Linked DNA regions of Pan troglodytes: region 2 is linked to region 1. A link is a contact called in public HiChIP or PLAC-seq data. All regions are on one chromosome and are shown on one strand. The core of a region is the stretch at or near the end of the contact, and the rest is flanking DNA. Distances in the headings are between cores, read along the strand shown.

What was found. HiChIP or PLAC-seq counts read pairs in DNA pulled down with a chosen protein or histone mark.
Region 2: an H3K4me3 HiChIP or PLAC-seq map of stem cell-derived excitatory neurons shows a contact between it and region 1, with 4 times the contacts expected there. The contact joins the promoter of GNG13 here to the promoter of ANTKMT in region 1. A contact is called at or near these places in 1 of 7 Hi-C or Micro-C datasets (stem cell-derived neural progenitor cells) and 1 of 1 datasets of contacts at active chromatin or transcription factors (stem cell-derived excitatory neurons).

The regions. Positions count from the first base shown.
Region 1 is chr18:3,078,558-3,081,977 of NHGRI_mPanTro3-v2.0_pri, forward strand. It overlaps ANTKMT (adenine nucleotide translocase lysine methyltransferase), which reads left to right and starts at 1,813. Exons shown (of 5, transcript XM_001157130.8): 1 at 1,813-2,116; 2 at 2,278-2,382; 3 at 2,481-2,621; 4 at 2,764-2,814; 5 at 2,983-3,264. The coding sequence starts at 1,955. The coding sequence ends at 3,231. It overlaps METRN (meteorin, glial cell differentiation regulator), which reads left to right. Exons shown (of 4, transcript XM_001156928.8): 4 at 1-328. CCDC78 (coiled-coil domain containing 78) reads right to left here. Exons shown (of 12, transcript XM_016929089.4): 12 at 3,256-3,420. The coding sequence ends at 3,347.
Region 2 is chr18:3,170,578-3,173,997 of NHGRI_mPanTro3-v2.0_pri, forward strand. It overlaps GNG13 (G protein subunit gamma 13), which reads right to left and starts at 1,525. Exons shown (of 3, transcript XM_016929108.4): 1 at 1,444-1,525.

The DNA of each region.
Region 1 (3,420 bases), core at 563-3,062:
GGGGACAGGTGGCCAAAGTGGCATGGGAGATAGGGAGACGGTGTGGGTGAGCAGGTGGGCAGGAGCTACAGGAGCCTGGGGCCTGTGGATCACAGACACCGTCAGGCAAGTGCCAGTTCACACAGGTACAGGTGGCTGCAGAGTGCCCAAAGGCCAAGAAGCAGAGTGCCTGGTGTGGACGGGAGAGGAGTGGGGAGGTTGGGCGCAGTGGCTCACGCCTGTAATCCCAACACTTTGGGAGGCCGAGGCAAGCAGATCATGAGGTCAGGAGATGGAGACCATCCTGGCCAACATGGTGAAACCGTCTCTAATAAAACACAAAAAATTAGCCAGACGTGGTGGCATGCATCTGTAATCCCAGCTACTCAAAAGGCTGAGGCAGAGGAATCACTTGAACCTGGAAGGCAGAGGTTGCAGTGAGCCAAGACTGCGCCACTGCACTCCAACCTGGGCGAAAGAGCGAGACTCAGTCTCAAAAAAAAAAAAAAAAAAAAAAAGAAGAGTGGAGAGTGCACGCTAGAGTCCAATTAGGTGCATTCATCCAGTAAGCCTCCTAGGTAACTGCTCTAGGTGCAGGGAATAATGCAGGCAGCAGGACAGGAATGGGCCCTGTCAGCTCCCCCTAGAGCTCAGTGTACATACACCCTTCCTTTCCTGGGAGGGCCGTTCCAGGCCCCCAGGAGACAGGACACGCTGAGCTGGGTGGGGCTGGGGCCAACGTGGGCAGGCCTGTGAGACTCTGCACTTGGGAGCTGGGGGCTGTGGTCTGGGGCATACCCATGTCTGGAAGCTGCCTCTGTCCCTGCAGGGGCTCCAGACCCCAGCCACGGATGGCTAAGGAGGAGCTAGGCCAGGGCACGCACAGACAACCCCCAACATTCATGGGTGTCCAGCCCTACCCTGGGTGTGGAGGTCGTGGCCCAGCTGCCTGACCCAGAGCTCGGCTCTTCCACTTGCGCTTCCCACCCCCAGCTTCACAAGGTCACCTCCAGGAACTCAGTCTTTTTGTGTGTTGTTTTCTGGAGAAGGAAGGTGATCTCCCCACTCCCGGGGCTGTCTGCCTTCCCTGTAGCTGGCAGGCGCCAGAGGCCCCCGCCTGTGACATCCGGCTTTCCTCCCACCACACTCGCCTGAGAGCCAGCATCTGTCTTCTTGGGCCTGCTCAAGCTCTCCTCCGTGTCAGCCCCTCCTCCATGCCCTTCTCCCTCAGACCCCAGCCCCCCATCCCTTCACCGCCCACTGAGGCTCATCGCTCAGGCTGTAGGAGGGAAATGGAAGGATGTCCTCCCGGGGTCTGGCTGGCACTGGGTGTCCGGGTCAGCGGAGCGCCCCCAGCAGCCTCCCCGAGGCAGAGTCATGGGGGTGCTGGCGCCTGGACGCTGTCTCATCCCGGGGAGCCGCTTTCCCACCGGCTCCCTGGGCTCCAGCCGCCCCACGCGAGCCCCCGGCTGGTTCTGGGGCCAGGACCGCCCCTCTCCAAGGCAGACTTCCCTTCATTCCACGACAAAGACGCGCAGCCCCGTTTCCCTGGGGCTCTAGCCCGTGAGATCGCCGGGTGTATCCCGACTCCCGCCGGCACGTGCGCTCCCCCAGGGCAGGGCCTGCCTGTCCCCTTCCGCGGGTCGCCAGCAGCCAGCACAGGCCGCAAACAGCGGTCCGCAGAGCGGACCAACGGAGCCGACCCTCGCAGGCTTGGAGCCGGACGCGGCGGGGCAGAGCCCCCGAGGCTGCAGCTCGCCGGAACCCGCGGGAGGGCAGCCGGGCTGGGCGGAGCGCACAGCGCAACGGACCCACCGCGCAGGCTCTGCCGGCCACTTCCGGTGTCGCGCGGCGGCTCCCGGCAGGAGGCAGAGGGCACACCACCGGGCACACCGCCAGCCCCAGGCCAGGCTGCGAGGGCCGCGGACCCGAGCCGGGAAGGACCTTGGGCGGACGAGCCGCGCGTCCCGCAGCCATGGAGCAGGACGACCCGGCCGAGGCGCTGACGGAGCTGCGCGAGCGGCGGCTGGGCGCGCTGGAGCTGCTGCAGGCGGCGGCCGGCTCGGGCTTGGCAGCCTACGCGGTGTGGGCGCTGCTGCTCCAGCCCGGCTTCCGGCGCGTGCCGCTGCGGCTGCAGGTGCGGGGCGGGGCCAGGCCGGGCAGGGGAGCTCGGCTGCCGCTCAGGGTCTCAAGGTCTGGGCGTGGCCGGGGTGAGCTCCGCCCCCCCGTGTGGTAGTTCGGGCCGGGCTGCGGGCGGGGCGGGAGCGGCCAGTGGACTCTCGCCGCCACCCGGTCCAGGTGCCCTACGTCGGCGCGAGCGCGCGGCAGGTGGAGCACGTGTTGTCGCTGCTGCGAGGACGCCCCGGAAAAACGGTGGATCTGGGCTCTGGCGACGGCAGGATCGTAAGTGCCTGCGTCTGGGTCTTCGCCGCCCCACACCGCCCACCTGCCGGCGGGCGCCCCTGCCCACATCCTGGTTCCCACACTCTCGGTGCCCACAGGTGCTGGCGGCCCACAGGTGCGGCCTCCGCCCGGCCGTGGGCTACGAGCTGAACCCCTGGCTGGTGGCGCTGGCGCGGCTGCACGCCTGGAGGGCCGGCTGTGCCGGCAGCGTCTGCTATCGCCGCAAGGATCTCTGGAAGGTAACCTGGGGATCCCTGGCCACCCGCTGACAGCCCAAGGTGCGGCTGACACCTGCGAGGGCTGGGGGCTGGGACTCGGAAGCTGCGATGACCCGGTGCCCACCAGGCCTCTCCCCGGCTGGGGCGACTTCTCTTCCGGCAGGTGAGCCTGAGGGACTGCCGCAACGTGTCTGTGTTCCTGGCCCCTAGCGTGGTAGGTCCGGGGTTGCCAGCCCCGCTGGGAAGCCCCAGCCACACCCCAGGGTGTTTGCTGCTCTGAGGCCTGGGCTTGCCTGGTGGGTGCTAGGCTTGGGGCTAGGGGGGTGAGCGCGGCTGTTTTCTACCGGCCCCGCCCCCTCTACTCTGCTGTTCTCTCCCTCAGCTCCCGCTGCTGGAGGACAAGCTGCGGACAGAGCTGCCTGCCGGGGCCCGCGTGGTGTCTGGGCGCTTCCCACTCCCCACCTGGCAGCCTGTGGCCGTGGTTGGCGAGGGCCTGGACCGAGTATGGGCTTATGATGTTCCTGAGGGTGGGCAGGCTGGGGAGGCCTTCTCCTTGCGGATACCCATCCAGGCTGCCCCCGGACCTAGTTCTGCCCCCATCCCGGGGGGCCTTGTTTCTCAGGCCAGCTGAGTATTAGACACGATAAAGACTCTGTGGGTTCTATCCTGACTCATGTTTTATGGGGGGCTGGGTGGGAGGGTTCTGTGCTGGCTGACGGGCTCTGCTCTGCTCCTTGGGAGACGGCCTAGTGGCTGCCGGTCCTTGGATGCTGGGGCTTGGCTGGAGGCACAGCCCCCACTTTCCAGGGGTCCCCTGCAC
Region 2 (3,420 bases), core at 275-2,774, 92 kb after region 1:
ACCACTGCCTGGGCCAGTCCCCTAGGCGTTGCTAGGGTGCAGGGCACAGAGCGAGTTCCCACAAGGCCCCAGCTCCCGCCTCCTGCAGTGGGACTAATTAACTGCAAGAAACTTTACATCCTCAGCTACTCCCCCATAGGCCCCCACACCTTACGAAGGTCCCTTGCAGGCAGCAGAAAGGGTGCTCAGCACGGCAGGCCGCCAGCTCCTACCCTCCCACTGAGGCCCACGCAGGCTGACCCAGACCACGGTGTGAGGTGTGGGGCCAGGTCCTCAGGAGGTGGCCCCTGCCCTGCCCCGCTGTGCGCCCCTTTGCTTTGCGTGGCAGAGCCCAGTCCACAGCCAGGACTCCTGGACAGGAATGTTCTGCTGCAGTTTGCTTCTCTGGCAGGTGGGGTGTGTGCTCAGGATCTTGGGGGCTCAGGCTATACTACCCGAGTCTGGGATATGGGCTGTGGGTGGCCCCTGGGTCCCCAGTGTGTCTGGGAACTACACACACGTTACCTGCGTGCTTTCTGCTTGTGGCCAGCCTGGGAAAGCCACAGGTTGACACCCCTCAGAACTGCCACAAGTTCAAGGCAAGTGGGGGTGGGTTGCCCCCTGCCTCTCCCCCTACCCACTCCAGGGGCCCAGGGAGTCCCTCACTCCGTCCCAACTCTGGCCCCCGTCCCCAAGGTTGGGAGACAGGGCTGAACCTTGGGAGGGTGGGTGGGGGGTTGGCATCGAGTTTGGGGGAGCCTGCCTCTGGCTGTGAAGGGGGCTCCTGGCCCAACAGTCTCCCCATCCTTTGGTCGTGCAGCTGCACCGGCCACCTAGGGAGGGGCCCAGGGCCTGAGGCTGGTGGGGTCCCAGTGGTGAATTGGGCAGACTCCCAGCAGCCGGCAGAGGGTCTGCCCGTAGCGGGGTGGGAGCCTGGGGAGCGAGTGGGGGCAGGTTTCTGGGGGAGTGATCAGGGTCATGCAGAGGATTCCCTCCCGGAGACCCTGGAGTTCCAGCACCCCCACCCGCCCCCATCCCCGGTGCAGGCCTTTCCTTGGAGACCCTACACTCAGCCCCGTGGGTGCTGGACTAGCTCCGTGCGGGTCCTCCCAGGCCCGGGGTGTTGGCGCCCCGCCCACAGCCCAGTCCTTGCTGCCCAGCCCTACCTTCTCGCAGCTGCCGCCAAGCCTGGCCACCCGCCCCGTGCACCCCGTGGACGCCCCCAGCCACGGGACTCGGTGGGCACTGCAGGCGGCGCACGGCGCTCAGATGGACACAGCTCCCCCGCACCGCGCGAGCTGCCTCCCTGCCTGCAGCACCGGCTCGGGTTGGGTTTTGCTGCCTGCGGGGCAGCTGCCCTCGCCCCGGGAGTTAGGGTGAGCCCAGGGGACTGACCTGGGCCAGCTGAGAGTCGCGGGGCCTCTGGGCCCTCCCTAGCCCTGGGGGCCTGTTCATCGGACCTACCTTGAAAAGGTGACAGCGGAGGGACAATGACAACGGCCAGGCGACCGCGAGTGAGAGCGAGGGCCAAGTGATGTTCCGGGAGTCCGCCAGGCAGAGCCCTGGCTGTGCCCCGCCCCTCCCGCCACCTGGGCCCTGGCGCCGCCCCCACCCCCTCCTCAGGGCTGGGCTGACCCCAGAGATAGCCTGTGCTGCCACCTCCCCTGGGCTCACCCAGCGGGTGGACATGCAGCCAGGGGCCAGTGTGGGGCTGGTTCATTTTCCCTGAGGGGCCAGCTTGGGCCCTGGTGGAGAGGTTTCCTTCCACTTGAGGGGGTGGGTTCCCCCTCTAGTGTCCTGGGCCAGCCGGGAGGAGTGGGGATGGGGCTGGGACCCTTTGCCCTCTGGAGCCTCTGCAGCCTGCAGGGTTCAGGTGACACTCAGCTGTGCCCCCCTGACAGAGGCATCTTGTGTGGGCCATGTGGTTCACCCTGGGATGTGAGCCTCTTCCTACTAGGGGCCCCGGGGCTCTGTGGAGCTCCCTGCTCCGGCCCGATCCCCCGTTCCCAGACCAGTGGCCGGCACGGGGCAGCTCCCGAGGGCAGGAGAGTGCCGTGCTTTTCAGTCTGATCTGAGCTGAGAGTGGCGGCCTGAGGTGTCCCCAACACCGGCCCACTGTGGGTGCTCTGGGGCACGTTGCCTCGGGAGAGGTGCCCCCAGCTGCAGCACTTGGGCTCGGGTTGTGTGACCTCAAGGCTCAGGGGAGGGGGCTTCCCTTTGGGCCTCCGCACCTGTCAGCCTGCAGAGCTGAGACTGGCCCCTTTTCCTCTGACACGTTTCCCCGTGTCTCCTCCCACCCTGCCCTGGGTGTACCCCTTGGGCTCCTGTGGGAGCTGTGCCCTATGTACCAGCAGGTGATTTACATACCAGGCTGCATCCTAGGTGGGGGCGCCCAGGCAGCAACAGCAGCCTCTGGGGGCACAGGGCCAAGCTCCCCAAACAGTCCCTGCAGAAGCTGGGCCACCCCCGGGGAAGCGTGGGCCAGGCCCTCGGCGGGTGCTGCCAGGGCCAGGGGCCTGTGAGCAGGTCACTCTGCCTTCCCCAGTGTCACAGGGAACCGCCCGGCCTGCCTGGGGTGGCCCAGGCCCCTGCAGGGGTTGTCGGGGAGAGGTGGGCCCTGTCCCTCTCAGGCGCTCAGGTCCCTGAAGTCACTCAGCAGGACTCCTCGCCAGTGTGACTCTGTGAATCGGGGCCACCTGCACCTCCCGCCCTGATGTGGGTCGGCTGGATCAGAGGCGCCTCTGGAACTGGGGCACATTAGGGAAGGGATTATTTTTATTATGGATTTGGGGGTGGGGTGGGGCAGCTTAAAGCCCAGGGCACGAGGCCGCCTCCTCAGGGCAGATGGTTGCCCCTCTTGGCATGGCGGGGGCTAGACAAGGCCTCCCTGGTCCTAGTGCCCGCCCTGCCCTGCCTGTGCCCCCTGGTGCTGTGACTCCGGATGCACCTTAGTTTCTGGGCTGCTGAGGGCTCGCCCTGTGGCTGGGGGCACCACTTTGGGCGCCAGAGAGTGGAATGGCTGTTAGGGGAGGGGTGTGTGCCACCCCAGGACGCAGGCAAGGTGGGGGGGACCCCAGGGCATGTCCCCCACCTTCATGGGACAGCAGGTGGCTTGGAGCCAGGGCCAGGCGGGGGAACACCCTGAGGTCCGCAGCTGAGTTGTGAGAGCTGGGGGTTCTGTGGCCGCTCTCAGGACCCCAAGCGGCCTTTGCATCTGCTCATCTGGAAGGACCTAGGGGGTCTCCTAATGGGGTCACCAAGGCTCCAGGTTCTGGCTTTTGGTCAATTCACTGGACCCAGTAAGGTCCCTGAGGGTGCCTGAGCTCTGTCCAACACGGCCAGTGCCCCCAGTGAATCAGGACACAGGTTGGAGTGTGGTGTGGGCCACCAGGACAGGCGAGACGGGCCGTGGGGTCACGTCCTGGAGTGAGCACTGCCCTG